Linked DNA regions of Lactuca sativa: region 2 is linked to region 1. Evidence: chromatin contacts called from public Hi-C data. All regions are on one chromosome and are shown on one strand. Each heading gives the region's core, a stretch centred on a gene start, on an enhancer-like site or on the middle of the called end of the contact. The rest is flanking DNA. Distances are from core to core; before and after follow the strand shown.

The links. A called contact is a pair of places that touch in the nucleus more often than the background predicts.
Region 2: a Hi-C map of leaf shows a contact between it and region 1, with 8 times the contacts expected there. The contact joins the promoter of LOC111920563 here to the promoter of LOC111920561 in region 1. A contact is called at or near these places in 2 of 4 Hi-C or Micro-C datasets (both in leaf).

What each region holds. Positions count from the first base shown.
Region 1 is chr9:205,373,629-205,380,695 of Lsat_Salinas_v11, forward strand. LOC111920561 (QWRF motif-containing protein 2) reads left to right here and starts at 3,001. Exons shown (of 6, transcript XM_023916147.3): 1 at 3,001-4,744; 2 at 4,832-4,951; 3 at 5,042-5,155; 4 at 5,221-5,310; 5 at 5,405-5,512; 6 at 6,124-6,502. The coding sequence starts at 3,410. The coding sequence ends at 6,189. LOC111920559 (BTB/POZ domain-containing protein NPY2) reads right to left here. Exons shown (of 6, transcript XM_023916145.3): 6 at 6,733-7,067. The coding sequence ends at 6,957.
Region 2 is chr9:205,632,480-205,639,546 of Lsat_Salinas_v11, forward strand. LOC111920563 (mitotic checkpoint protein BUB3.1) reads right to left here and starts at 3,426. Exons shown (of 8, transcript XM_023916149.3): 1 at 3,103-3,426; 2 at 2,237-2,367; 3 at 2,064-2,146; 4 at 1,691-1,960; 5 at 1,274-1,430; 6 at 946-1,024; 7 at 450-550; 8 at 1-160. The coding sequence starts at 3,219. The coding sequence ends at 73. LOC111920569 reads left to right here and starts at 4,667. Exons shown (of 8, transcript XM_023916156.3): 1 at 4,667-4,972; 2 at 5,239-5,319; 3 at 5,402-5,522; 4 at 5,637-5,731; 5 at 5,878-5,949; 6 at 6,074-6,380; 7 at 6,448-6,622. The coding sequence starts at 4,949.

The sequences.
Region 1 (7,067 bases), core at 1,751-4,250:
TTTCGATATATCACAACAAATAAGGCTCTGTACTTAACTTATCTACAAAGCCTGTTTATACTTCTCGTCATGCTCATTTTGACGAAAACCACTTTGCATTTCACGGTCATCAATCTACAACTCCATCAACCACACTTCTGTTGTCCACATATTGTAATGACAACTGCAACATCTACTTCTCACACAACTTCGCAACCAACTAGCACTCCTCCATGTGAGTTATGCACTAATTCGCCTCCCCATGTATCTTCTGATGTTGACGAGACACCTCTTGTTGTCGAGACACACAATGAAAAACTTGTTGCTGGTGAGATAACTGATGTTGTCAAGACACATAATGATTACTCGCTCAAAGGCAGGAATTTTCAAACCTCGTCACTTTGCAGATCTTTCTTATGTGTCTACTTCACCTCTACATCATGCTTTATTTAATACCAAAAAGCCCAAGGGTTTTAAAACTGCTGCCAAGGACCCAAAGTGGTTTGCTACAATGTGTGATGAAAAACAAGCCTTGAAACATAATGCTACTTGGGATTTGGTGACACATCCTCACAACTCAAATATTGTTGGTTCAAACTGGCTTTTTCATACCAAGTTTCTTGATGATGGTAGCATTGACAAATTTAAATCTCTTCTTGTTGCTTAAGTGTTTACTCAAGTTTTGGGTCTTGATTATTCTGCTACTTTCAGTCCGGTAGTCAAGGCTTCTACAGTTAGAATTATTCTTTCTATTGCGGTACTAATGTGTTTATATATATATATATATATATATATATATATATATATATATATATAAATTGTTCAAGTTTTAAATTTATAAAATTGATTTTATCACAACTGCACTAATAAACACACTAGGCGGTGTACCTAATCGTGCAATAATATAGTTGTGGTAAGACCAGGTGTCGAACACAAGGGGAATTGTGGTGAATTAATTTTGAGTTTTTGATTATAGGTTCACTAAGCACACAAAAACAGTAAAGATGGGTTTTATGGAATTAAATCTCAACTAAACAGCTACACAACAAATCTCGATAAACTGACTGAAGACAAATCTCTTTAGGTACTTTGGTTTAGACTGGATTTCATCTCAAAATACTGGCTAACTACTAAGTACAAAAGATATCTATTCATTATTCACCGATTTCTAATATGACTGGGATCATAATAAGATTACTAGCTAATCTTTTGATTTTAACACAGCTATTAATTCAACGATTAAGTAAACAAACAATCATGTAAATCAATGTTTAGTTCGTATTAAGAAAGATTTGATCTTTATTAATCCTAATAATCATAGGAATTAAATCATCCATAGAATGATCATCTACTTATGCACACACATTAAAGTTCATCACTTTATTTCCTAACCTTAGGTTATGATCTAACTCTAGTCATAATTACCAATGATCATGGGCAATTATGATTCAAATTAACACAGTCGGAATGATCATCTAAACTCTATTAATTCAATAATTGGTAATAAAGTAACAATCTTTAACACATATCGATCTTGGAATCAAACTTGACAAAATAATTTAAACAAGAATAAACAATCCAAATAGCAATTAATCCATAATCTTAAAGAGTCATCTAATTATAAACACAAAGCAAAGGGCTTTAACAGTCAAATCAGAAAATAAATGTATTTGGAATCACATTGGAATGCTAATCATGATTAGAACAACAAATCAAATGATTTCAGACATGAATCCACTCTCTATCCTTCAGATCTTTGCTCCTATCAGCTTAACAGCCTTCCGGTCGCCTTTTAGACCCTCAAAATGGTTGAAGAAGTGTTTCTTGTCGACCAAGGATGGATAAAAATCGTAATCTCCCTTTAGGTTAACTAAAAATCATAATATATAATATTTTCTGCCGACTAAGTACTTTGGGTGTACATGGACTTACTCTGGGAGTTAGGTGTAAAATTCACGTTAGGACCCAACCCAGTATGTTGGGCATACTCCCATTACGCTGGGCGTACTGGGCTTCTTCAACCGTTTCTTCACTTTTGCAATCCAACTCCAATTTAGAGCCTTTTCTCTTCCTTTTCACTCTAGCAACAACTTATACTTGTAAAATATAAATTAAAACATTATATGTACCTTTTAGTTCTAAATGGAATAAAAACATAATATAAAATAATAAGAAAACGCTATAAATATATGTATAAAAATGACGTTATCAAACTACCTCACACTAGTCTTTTGCTTGCCCCCAAGCAAAACTGATTTAATTATCATATTATCACATTAAACCCCTAGTCACCAACATCATACAAGACAATCCATTTTGAGCCCATCAATACATCAAGACCGCAATGCATGTATTTGTGTCTAAATTTCTCAAGAACTTCTCAGTCCTAAATACTTACGATCCTCATAAATACTCCCCCACTTATTTTGAACAATATTCATTTTATGCATCCCTCCGAATCCATCCTCATAGAACTTTCTTAACCTTAAGTTATTTTTGGTTAAGCTCTCAAACATATATATGAAAAAATAACTTAGAAAGAAAAATTACTATAAATAACTTGACAAAATGTCTTATTATTGAGTCTTCGATTTTTAGATTTCTTGAGCTTTTCTTCATATTTTTTGATCTTCATAACTTTGTAGACTCTTAGTCTCTCAAACTTTTCTGTTTCGGACTTGTTATTTTATAACTTTTTTCACTTAAACTAATTTGGTTAGTTTAGTTAATAAACCAACATTAAATGTTGTAATTCGAATGGAAAAATAGATAAATTAAAACTTCACTTAAAAATGTTAAACTTGATGAACAAGTTAAAGTACAAACATTATGAATGTTTGATTTCTAAGAAACATTATAAAGTATAAACTATAAAGAATAAATTAAATAATCAAAATTTTATTTGTGTAAATACAAATTAAATATTATAATTTAAAGGGTAAACGGACAGAGTAGACTCCCATAGTTTTTGTTTTGTTGCAACATTTAAAAGATAATTTAATTTGTTTAAGCGTAAGGTTTCTCCAAGATTCACAGATACCAAAACACCCCCTTCCCCCACCCCACTCACCATAACAACTGTTCTTCTTTCTATCCCCACTTTTTTTTTTCCAAATCTCACCACCACTCCCTCTTCTCTCTCCCTCACTGTAACACAGCCAAAAAGCTTCTGCCTTCCCTCTGAATCTTCAATTCCATCACTGTACTATCAATACTACTGTGTGTCTGTTGTTGCAGAACCATCGCCATTGTTGGAAATTTCAAAGAACCATTCGCGGATTTCATGAGTTTATGGTAGTTGTTGATCTTTGTCTTTGCAGGGGTTTGGATTTCTTGAGGATAAATGGGAGTTTGGTGATCTTTTGTTTGGTGTAAATCGACAATGTGAGGTGAGTTTTGAAGATTTTCCATTTGGGTTTTTCATTTTGTGATGATGGTGGCTGCGATTTCTGAAACAACAAACCAATCAAGACCACCGTTGTTACCTTCCGAGAAAGATAATGGAATCATCGGCCCTAATAAACCAACAAGACCTAAATCGAGACAAGTTTCTTCAAGGTACTTATCCCCTTCCCCTTCTCCTTCCCCTTCAACTTCTTCGAATTCCTCATCGTTACCGACACCCACGCCTTCACGACGCTTCCCATCTCCTCTCGTTTCGAGAAATTCGACTACTCCGGCAGCAAAACGGTCTGTTTCCGCCGACCGGAGGCGATCCACTCGACCGGATCTTAACTTGAAATCCAACAATGCCGGCGGTGCCGGCGAGGTGTCGGCGGCCACTAAACTTTTAGTAACATCCACACGAAGTTTATCCGTTTCCTTTCAAGGCGAAGCGTTTTCATTACCGATTAGCAAAACTAAAGCAACCCCCACTTCCCCTAACTCAACTACTTTCCGAAAGGGTACCCCTGAAAGAAAAAGAACCGGTACCCCTTTAAGAGTCGGAGATCACGCCGAGAATACAAAACCCGGAGATCAACACCGGTGGCCGGCGAGAACTCGTCAATCAAATCAAACCGTTTTATCAAAAAGTTTGAGTTTAGATTGTGGGGTTGAAAAGAGTAACATAATCGGATCTGGGAATGTAATCAGAGCTTTACATCAATCCATGAACATGGATTCCAGAAGGGCATCAGTCGATGGTGTTCATGGTGGGAGATTATCACTGGATTTAGGTAATTCCATACTTTCAAACCCAATTCAACAAAACCCAAATGGGAATTCCTCCGATACCGATAGCGTCTCATCTGGTAGCACATCTGGAATCCAAGAAACAAACCGGAATGGAACCAGAGGGGTAGTTATGTCCGCTAAATTTTGGCAAGAAACAAGTAGTCGAATGAGAAGATTACAAGATTCAAGTAGTGGAACTAGTCCAGGATCAAAACTAGTGACCCCATCAAAATTAGCAAAGAAATTTTCAAACGATGGGCCATTATTATCACCAAGAACAATGGCTTCTTCACCAAATAGAATGAGACCTTCATCACCTAGTAAGTTGATGACATCATCAGTGTCATCATCGCCATGTAGGGGTATGATTAGTCCAAGAAGGAATTCGGTTTCTGGGATTGTTAGTAGTGGATTTGGTGAAACCCCTTCTGTTCTAAGTTTTGCAGTTGATGTTAGAAGAGGGAAAGTTGGTGAAAATCGAATTGTGGATGCACATTTGTTGAGGCTTTTTTATAATCGACAGTTACAATGGCGATTTGTTAATGCTAGGAATGAAGATACATTATTAAAACAAAGATGTGGATCAGAGGTATGATTAAATCTTTGTATTTAAATTTTTGTTTATGTTAAATGTTATGATTCAAAGCAAATATTTGAATCTTTGCTTTGTGTTCAGAAAAATCTATGGAATGCATGGATTACAATCTCTGATTTACGCGATTCAGTCACCAAAAAAAGACATAGATTGCAGTTACTGAAGCAAAAACTTAAGTTAGCCTCCATTCTCAAGGAACAAGTAAGTTTTTTATTTATTTTTATTTAATAAATAATATGGTTTATTTGATAAAACGAAAAACCTTAAAAGTCTTGTTATTTGTAAACATAGATAGCTTTTTTGGAAGATTGGGCTTCTTTAGATAAAGATCATTCGATAGCATTACTTGGAGCAATTGAAGCTTTAAAGGCCAGCACTCTTCGCCTCCCTGTTGGTGGAGCAATAGTACGTGATTTTACCATTTTACCCTTCTCAATTCAAAGTTTGACATTGGTGTTGATTTTTTTCAGGCTGATCTTCAGAGCATGAAAGATGTTATAAGTTCAGCACTTGAAGTGATGCAGACATTGTGTTTGTCGATATGCTCGCTTTGTGTGAAGGTGATTAAATCTATAAATAGGTTCAAAATATAAGGGCTTTTATGTCATTTTAAAAAATAAAAGATTTCTAAAAAAGGTATTTGAAAATTGTTAGGTGGAGGAAGCGAATTCAATGGTCACTGAGCTTGCAAATGTGTGTGCAAAAGAGCAAGCTTTGCTTAGGATTTGCAAAGGCTTATTGTCGATGTTAGCAGCCCTCAAGGTAAATTACATTTCTGGTCCTTATTTTGACGTTTTGTAGTTATTGTGGTTCATATCTTGTCTAATTTAACAGCCTAGAGATTAAAATTGAAAAAATCAGCATACCACATGGACCAAAGTTGTTCTTTTCGTTTATTTTGGTCCAAGGGCAAAATGGTCTTTTGTAAAAGTTTTAAGAGCTAAGCTGAGGAAACTTGAAAATAATGACCAAATTTGCAAGAGAATTTTTTGTAACAAAAAATAGCAAAAAACAGCTTATACTTAAGGACTAAAATTGTAATGTAGTTACTCTTCTTATTACATTATTGTATCTTCTCTTTTTTCTTTTTAAGAAAATATACTTCTATAACTCTATCAATTATAGCATTGTTCTATTTTTTTTTTATTATTAAGACAGTATACTTATAAATATACTTATTTTAGCATTGTACTTTTTATTGCATTATTGTATTTCCACTTTTTTTTCTTCTTAAAACAATCTCCTTTGATAACTCTCCCAATTATGCAATTATGGAAAATCAAACTTATAATCTTTTTCAAAGTACAATTATAAAATTTAACCCTCTTTTTCTTTTATAATAATACTAATAATTTTGTTAACGAATCCAACAGGTGAAAGATTGTAGTTTGAGAACGCATATGTTACAAACAAAGTGTGTGAAGAAATCACATTTGTAGAATTGATCTTTTAATTCAAGAAATTGCTAACATTACATCAAGTGAAGAATGGAGTTTCCGAAGGTAATAAAGTAAAGTAGATGACTTTTTGGCTTGTGGCTTTCGGGTTTTCTTTTTTTCTTTTTTTGTTTGGGGAATTTGATGTGTATTTTCTTGAGATTTGCAAGTGAAAGAAAATGTAGTTTGTTTCTAACTAATGTAGTTTTTTTTTACACTCTAATGTATATATATAGGGATATGTAATTTCACTTATTTAATTCTCTCATGTAATATGGTAAACTTTGAACATTGAGCATTAAGAGCCTTTAGTGCTTTTTGGGTTGTGCTTTGCTGCAATTTAATGGTACCATTTTTGAAGTTACCACCATTAATGAAACACAGACTACTTATCTAAGAGAATTTTGATTTCAGTCGAATTCATCAATTTCTAGGTTCTTATCCAATTCGTCTAAATTGATTACATAATTTGATAATACACCAAAAGACTATTACATGCTTTGTATCTTTCTTTTTGCTCACAAATGTAAAGATGTCCGCTAAGTGTTTGATGAAATGCTTAATCCTCCTAAGATAGAATATGGTCACGAGGGTTTTTAACCCCATTTGTCTAAATTGATTACATAATTTGATAATAAACCCCCCCAAAGCCCAAAAGACTACTACATTTTGATTTTCCTGTATTTAATACTACATACATGCTTGAAGTTCTTGTTGCTCAAAAGTATAAAAGATGCCCACCATGTGTTTGATAAAATGCCAAATCCATCTTAAGACACTAAATATCTCCCTTTTCTTGAAGGGGTTGACTTAGAATCATCAGGATTAGCAGAACCAAGACTCTCAGATGAATCAGACCCACTATTCTCCTTAATTCCACC
Region 2 (7,067 bases), core at 2,176-4,675, 260 kb after region 1:
GTAGATAGTAACTAAAAACATATTTAAACCTAGTATTTAACAAACCAACCTTTTTGTAATGTTTTTTTCCACTTACGTGGCAGGATTTGGGTATTGCTTAGGTTTAGGCTTCACTTCAACTTCATTCACACTACGAACAAATATAGCATCCGGTTCATGTCTGCGAAAAAACAAATAATAAATATAAATTGAATAGATTTTATGCAAAAACACAGTTCAAGAGTTCGAGTGCTACCCTGTATACATGATTTACATCTCACATGAGAGATTGTCTGGGCTACCCTAAGGGGCTCATGTGTACTTTATTTACATCTCACATAATGTTGATGAGACTGTGTGTGGGCCCATGTGTACCTGGTTTATATCTAACATGATGTTGATGTGACAATGTGGGCCCACTCAACACTTTTACAAAAAAGGATGTGAAGATAGAAAAAAAAAGATCTTACGGTTTCTCCCCCTCTTCAAATGTATAACTTGATGCAACAGCCAATAGTCGACCATCTCTGCTAAATGATAAAGCCGCAATGCTTGTAGGGTACTTTGAATACTGAAGATACACAAAAAGTAAGAGCCTTGAAAAGGGTAAAACCGTAATTTGGCCATCAAAGGTTTAGAGAATGTACTAGTGTATTGTGAAAGGGATAAAGCAAAAAATAGCAATGTATTTTTGTTTCTTTGTTTAAAATTGTAGCATCTTACTTTCATTAAGTTTATTTTTCTTATAGCATTTTACTTCCCACAAAATTATTAAGACACTATACATTGAAAAAATCTACCCATTTTAATTTCAAAAAAAAAAAAAACTACTAAATTATGTATTGTACTTTTCGAATTTCTTTTATTATGACACTGTATCTTGAAAAAGTAACCAATTATAATAAATTAATTAACTAAAGTGCATTGCTATTCTTGTAATTTTAACCCTATGGTAAAAAAATATACCTGATAGAGCCTCTTTTTGTTGTTTCCATCCCATACATTGACAAAACCATCACAACCTCCTGTTGCAAATGTCCCATAGCTGCATGTTTGTGTTCAATCATTAATATGAGTAAATTACATTTTAGGTCCCTGAGCATAGCTGATTTTTTCAATTTTGGTCCCAAAAAGTTCTCTTTCATTTCCTTTGCAACTCTTGAGACTAAAATTGCAAGAGAATTTTTTGGGACCAATTTTGAAAAACTAAGCTAAACTCAGGGACAATTTTTGTAATTTACTCTACTTATAATGTTACAATGTGAATTGGGTAAGTCAACGAAGTCAAACTTACACGGGGTGAAATGCAATGGCGTTTACAGGGTAAACAATGTCTCTTCCAGCTTCTGATTTTCTGTGACATTTGAATGCATATTTTTTTGATTGGCCAGCTGGCGAAAGGTCAAAAAACTCCATTGCAACTCGACCTTCTACAGAGCTAAGAGCATAACCTACAAAAATCATCATCTTTGTTTAATGGAAACACAAGGGTGTTTGGAATTGGAATTCAAGATTCCATTCCATCTGTATATTGACAAAAATCAATTCTGTCAGATTCCTTCAAATTCCATGAATCCATGTTCAATGAATTTTTTTCATCCTTAAGAATAGGTAGAAGGAATTCAAATTCAATATTTTTCAATTCCATCATCCCTTCTTTTATTAAAAGACCAAAATACCCTTACCATATAAAATGTAAAATATGCAATACCTGTTCCATTGGGATAACATCGGACACATCTTGTTTGATATTTCAATGAAGATTCCCTTTGTTGTTCAGGTTGAGACATATTCCTCAAATCATAAACATTAACATGTCTTCCAGCAGTTGCAACAACTACACGATTTCCAACAAGAGATAAAGAATAGACACGTTCAGGTTGAGCATATGTTCCCACTAGAGCACGCTCTTGTGCACTAGTAGCACCTCTTGGATCCCAACATTTCAGGGTTTTATCCCAACTACCTGTAATCACTTGCCCTAAAACCACAAAACAAGATAGTAGATTTGAACTTTTTAGATCATATGAACAAAGAAAAGTCAAAATATTAGTAAAAGTTGCAAACAAGAAGTCAAGAACTACCTGTTGCATAAGAGTATTCAATGCATCGAACAGGGGCATCATGGCGTCCAAGAACATCTTCCCTCTCATTGTTGAAAACAAGTCTGAGATTCAAGTAGAAATTATAGTAAAAAATGCTTCTTTTTTACTATAGGTTCATATCATATGTAATTCAGTATAACATTCATGCTTACCTCCTGACAGTATTATCAGCACTTGCACTGAAACCAGAATTATCATCATGAAAGCAGCAATCAAGAACTGCACCTCCATGTGTAAACTCTCCTCTCAATACGTTCTCACTTGCATCATATAATCGAACAGTCTGTCATCAAAAAGGTTAATAAACTTACAATCTTGATCACCAATAGTCTGATATAAATTAAGCTTTGCATGTATGTGTGTAGAGAGAAAGTTAGATACATTCAAATACACTTGTATATGTTTCATTCAATCACTATTCTAAATATAATACTTCAACCATTCCTAAACCGAGCTGCCAAGAGCATGGCAGTTGATGCTTGAAAGTTGAAATTGATGTAAATGTTAAGATTTAGGGAGAAATTTTGCTACATGAAGTCAACTGTTAACTACTAAAAATTGAATGATGTTGCCATTAAAGTTTAAATCTGCAATAAATTTAGTATCAACTTAAATTTTGGAAAGTACTAGTCTACTAGATCATCTGGCTCTTTTGGGGAAAGAAATTATGAGTTAAGCTCTAATGTTTGGATATGTACTCCCTAAATCAAAAATAAGTAACATTAACACACTCTAAAGAGATACTACAGTTTTACAATTTGCATTTGTAATCAAATACAGATTAACAAAATGTATCTTTTATCTTATCATAAGCGAAAAAAAACTGGTACTTCTTACACATTTCGTTTTATGTTAAAATCTTCAAATATGATTCAGAATTTCGTAAACGAAAACCGTATATAGGAACATTTCTTTAGGTAGATGGAGTTTGGAAAGGAAAACATGAAGCGATTGAGTTCTTTAGCTTCGATTCTAGTTAAATAAGTAGATAAGGAGATGGAGAGAAGTAAATACGTACTTTGTCCCAAGAAGACACAAGTAGGTGATCGGAGTGATGAGAGAATCGGAGGTTGGAGATACCGTCAGACGGAGGATTTATTAGTTCCTTGCCGGTGACCGGTGGCGCCACTGCCATTTCAATTTGCTGATCGGAGTTAATTATCTAGGGTTCAGATGGAGCTCTGGTATGTGTTGAGAAAGAGGAGGGATTGGGATTTTAAACTAAAGTTTCAAATTTTTTGTTAGATTCGAATCTTGAGGGTTTTAAATTCAAATTTTGGGGAATATTTTTCGGTTTGAGTTCCAGAATTCAGTCGGGCACTCGATTGTCGTAATTTTATTCGAGATGTTGGGTTCTTTATGGGCCATTGGGCTTAATTACCCGGTTTAAGTTTTTTGAGAAAAGAAATTGCAAGAGCTATTCATGAAAAAAAAAAAAAAAAAAAGTGGATTAATATTTTAAAAACCCTTTTTTGTTTACAAATAATGACCATCATATTGATTATTTTATATTTTTCTGATAAAGATAATCACTAAACACTAGTGATTAAGAATCATATTTACGATATCATCATTTCACATATTTGTCAGTTGATTGGTGGTTTTATCAGAGGAGTTCGACAAAGGAAGCATATGGATGATGTGGATGTGTGAAGCAACAAGGTGCCGAACAGGATTTGGATTTATTGTATCCGAAAAGAAATCCAAATCTGGATAAGATCATTCTGATCCATTGGATACAATTCAGATACCTCAAAAGATTTGAAACCGAATTTTAATCCAATTAAAAATCCTATAATTTGCATCCAAAACCTAGAAAAAAAAATCCGGATGAATCCTATCCAAGGGATTATCCAAAATCCGATAATTTCAAGCAAAAATTTTGGATAAATCACATCTAAATTATATTTATCTGATTGCCCTATATAGGGTTTTATCTTGATCAAATAAAAATGAACCAAATACAATATATAATTTATGTCATTTATCCCAAACATGACAAGTATCAAAGGATTCCACCCCTTTATGGGATCAAGGGGCATGATGGTACATTCATAGCCTTCCACTTGTAAATAAAAAATATGTTCAGACTACAAGTGAGGTGGAAAAATATGTTCCAATGCATATTAGTATAAAGGGTTGAATTTGACTAAGCCAATATTGAATTATCCATGTCTTAACTTTCCAACTTATTTAGGCTTCTGAAATTTTATTAATTTTTCAAGTTAAGTGATTTCCAAAGCTCACGAGAGCCTTCTGGAGGGCTCTACAAAGGCTTAAATTGGTTGTTTTTCTAGAAATTTCGGAGGTAAGAGGCTTTCTAGAAATTGTTTTCTTGTAGAATATCCATAGGCTTTCTAGAAATTGTTACTAGTCGCATTTCTCTTTAATATTAAAATAAATAAAATAAAATGTAACCTACTAGTATTTATCACCTTTACAAATGCAAAAACCGGATATAGTAAAAAAAAAGCGAGCGAATCAGATTTTTATTAGATTTTTGAACCGGACCGGGCCCATGCAATACAGCCCGGTTTGTTTGGCAATTTAAAACCAAATTACGTACGATCACAAAACTTAGAAATATCATATATGATACATCCAGCAATATGAAACTACACATCTTCCTTCAATGAAGAATCTGTCTCAGAATTCGCGACACATATCCGAAGAATCACACATAATCATCTTCTTCAAAGATCTCTTGCTCGGATCTTCCATTATTTTGTCCTAAAACCCTATAAATTTACATAAACAATTTGCATCATTAAATTGATCTATATTCTATCCGATTTCACATGTAACGTACAATGGAAGCTTTCGAATTTAGGTTTTCCTATGTGTAACCAGTTACACTCATTCCAATGGTGGTCTGCAAGTGCCGAAAGGTACGCTTTCTCCCTTTCTTCACATCACGTCATAATTTTACACAATTTAACGTATTTCCTCAGTTTGATTGTGCGAAGCGACTGCAATGTAGTTTTCTCAGTAACAATTGAAGCTTTTAGATCAAACCGAGCTACTAAATTCATATTCCAAATGCTGTTAATTTTGGATTACGAATTCCAATTCGATAATAGTTTGATAATCGAGAGCTTATTCAACGATGTTACACGTTTATTGTTGGTAATGAAATTGGAGATTTTCGTCACAGGCAACTAAACTGTACTGCTTCGTCCACAAGGTTCCTGTTTGTGGTGAATGTATATGTTTCGAGGAACACCAAATTTGCGTGGTATGTTGTAGTCACATGTATATCATTCTGATATAATCATAAAATTGATCTTTTGAATGACACAATTTGGCTGATTTTGTAGGTTGGAACATACTCAGCATGGGTAGTTGATGGAGAATATGATTGGCCTACAAAGTGCTGCCATTGCCAAACTGTGCTCACAGAGAGCAATGATCCTCAAATAACACGATTGGGTTGCTTGCGTATGTTATATTGCACTTGAATTTTTATATTGATATTCATCTTCTATGAATACTAGATTACTATAAATTGCTACATTACTTATTCTTCTTCTTCTTTTCTCTATGTGTTTTCAGATAATATACATACAAATTGCTTAGTTTCACATATTAAAAATTTTCCTCAAGACACTGCTCCAGATGGATTTACTTGTCCAGCATGTTCAACTCCAGTAAGATTCATGTCTATGGTTCATTTTTATGTAGCTTGTTATCTGCTTATATAAAACATGATTGGAAAGGTTGTAAACTGTTAAAAAATGCTTCTCTTTTGTAGTTTATTAAAAAATTCAACATTTTGGTTGCTTCATCTTTGCAGATATGGCCTCCTAAAAATGTAAAAAACTCAGGCTCCCGCCTGCATTCACAGTTGAAGGAAGCAATTATGCAGGTAATTAGTATTTGTTTCATTGCAATTCTTATATTCTTAACTTTTCAATTACTGTCTACTGTGTACAAAAAGACGTGAATGCCCTTCTCAGTTCTCACACTAAGCATTACTTTTTGTTTTACAGAGTGGAAATGAGAAGAGCTTGTTTGGAAATCATCCAATTTCATCACCACCCAAACATTCTCATGGGCCACCTCCTGCTTTTGACTCTGATCCTTTAAAACCAAAAGTTCCCTCTGGAAACAGTTCTTCAAAACCTTCAAGCATTAATGTTGTGGAAAAAGATGCTCCACATGAACCCAATTTCTCAAAAAGCCCAAATTCTGGTGCTACAACAAGAAAGACTACTCCACAAGGTGAAAAGCTAACATCTGAATTCTCTTATTATGCAGATGATGAAGATGCTAATAAGAAGAAGTATACAAGAAGAGGTGAGCAATAAAATTCAATAATTATTTATTATTGTATTGTGTAATAATTCTATAATTATGAATGTAGGTAGTTGTTGTGACAAGTTTCTGAGATCATTGGTACCTTTTTGGTCAAGTGCTTTGCCAACTTTACCTGTAACCGCACCTCCTAAAAAAGAGGGTAATGCAGATGACACGTCATCGCGTCACCATAGACCATCAAGAATGGATCCAAGAAAAATACTTCTCGTCATAGCAATCATGTAAGACATGACATGACAGAACAGAACAGGTTATACTGCGTCTGACATGCATTGGACTGAGACTGAGACTCGGACTGACGTCCGTCACTGTAACAAAAATTGCAACTTTTTGCTCCATCCAAAAAGATGGAACAAGACAGGGAACCGCTCTCGATCTCTCTCGTCTGTGCAAAAAGACGTTAATGCCCTCCTCATCTTCATCATAAAAAATAACCATTAAAAGCTTGTCCAATCATGTCCTGTGTCCTGTCTAACAAACGCAGCCATAAGGTTGCGTTTGTTAAATGAGACAGTACAGGACTACACAAGCTATCAAGGGTTATTTTTTATGATGAAGATGAGGAGGACATTAACGTCTTTTTGCACAGACGAGAGAGATCGAGAGCGGTTCCCTGTCTTGTTCCATCTTTTTGGATGGAGCAAAAAGTTGCAATTTTTGTTATAG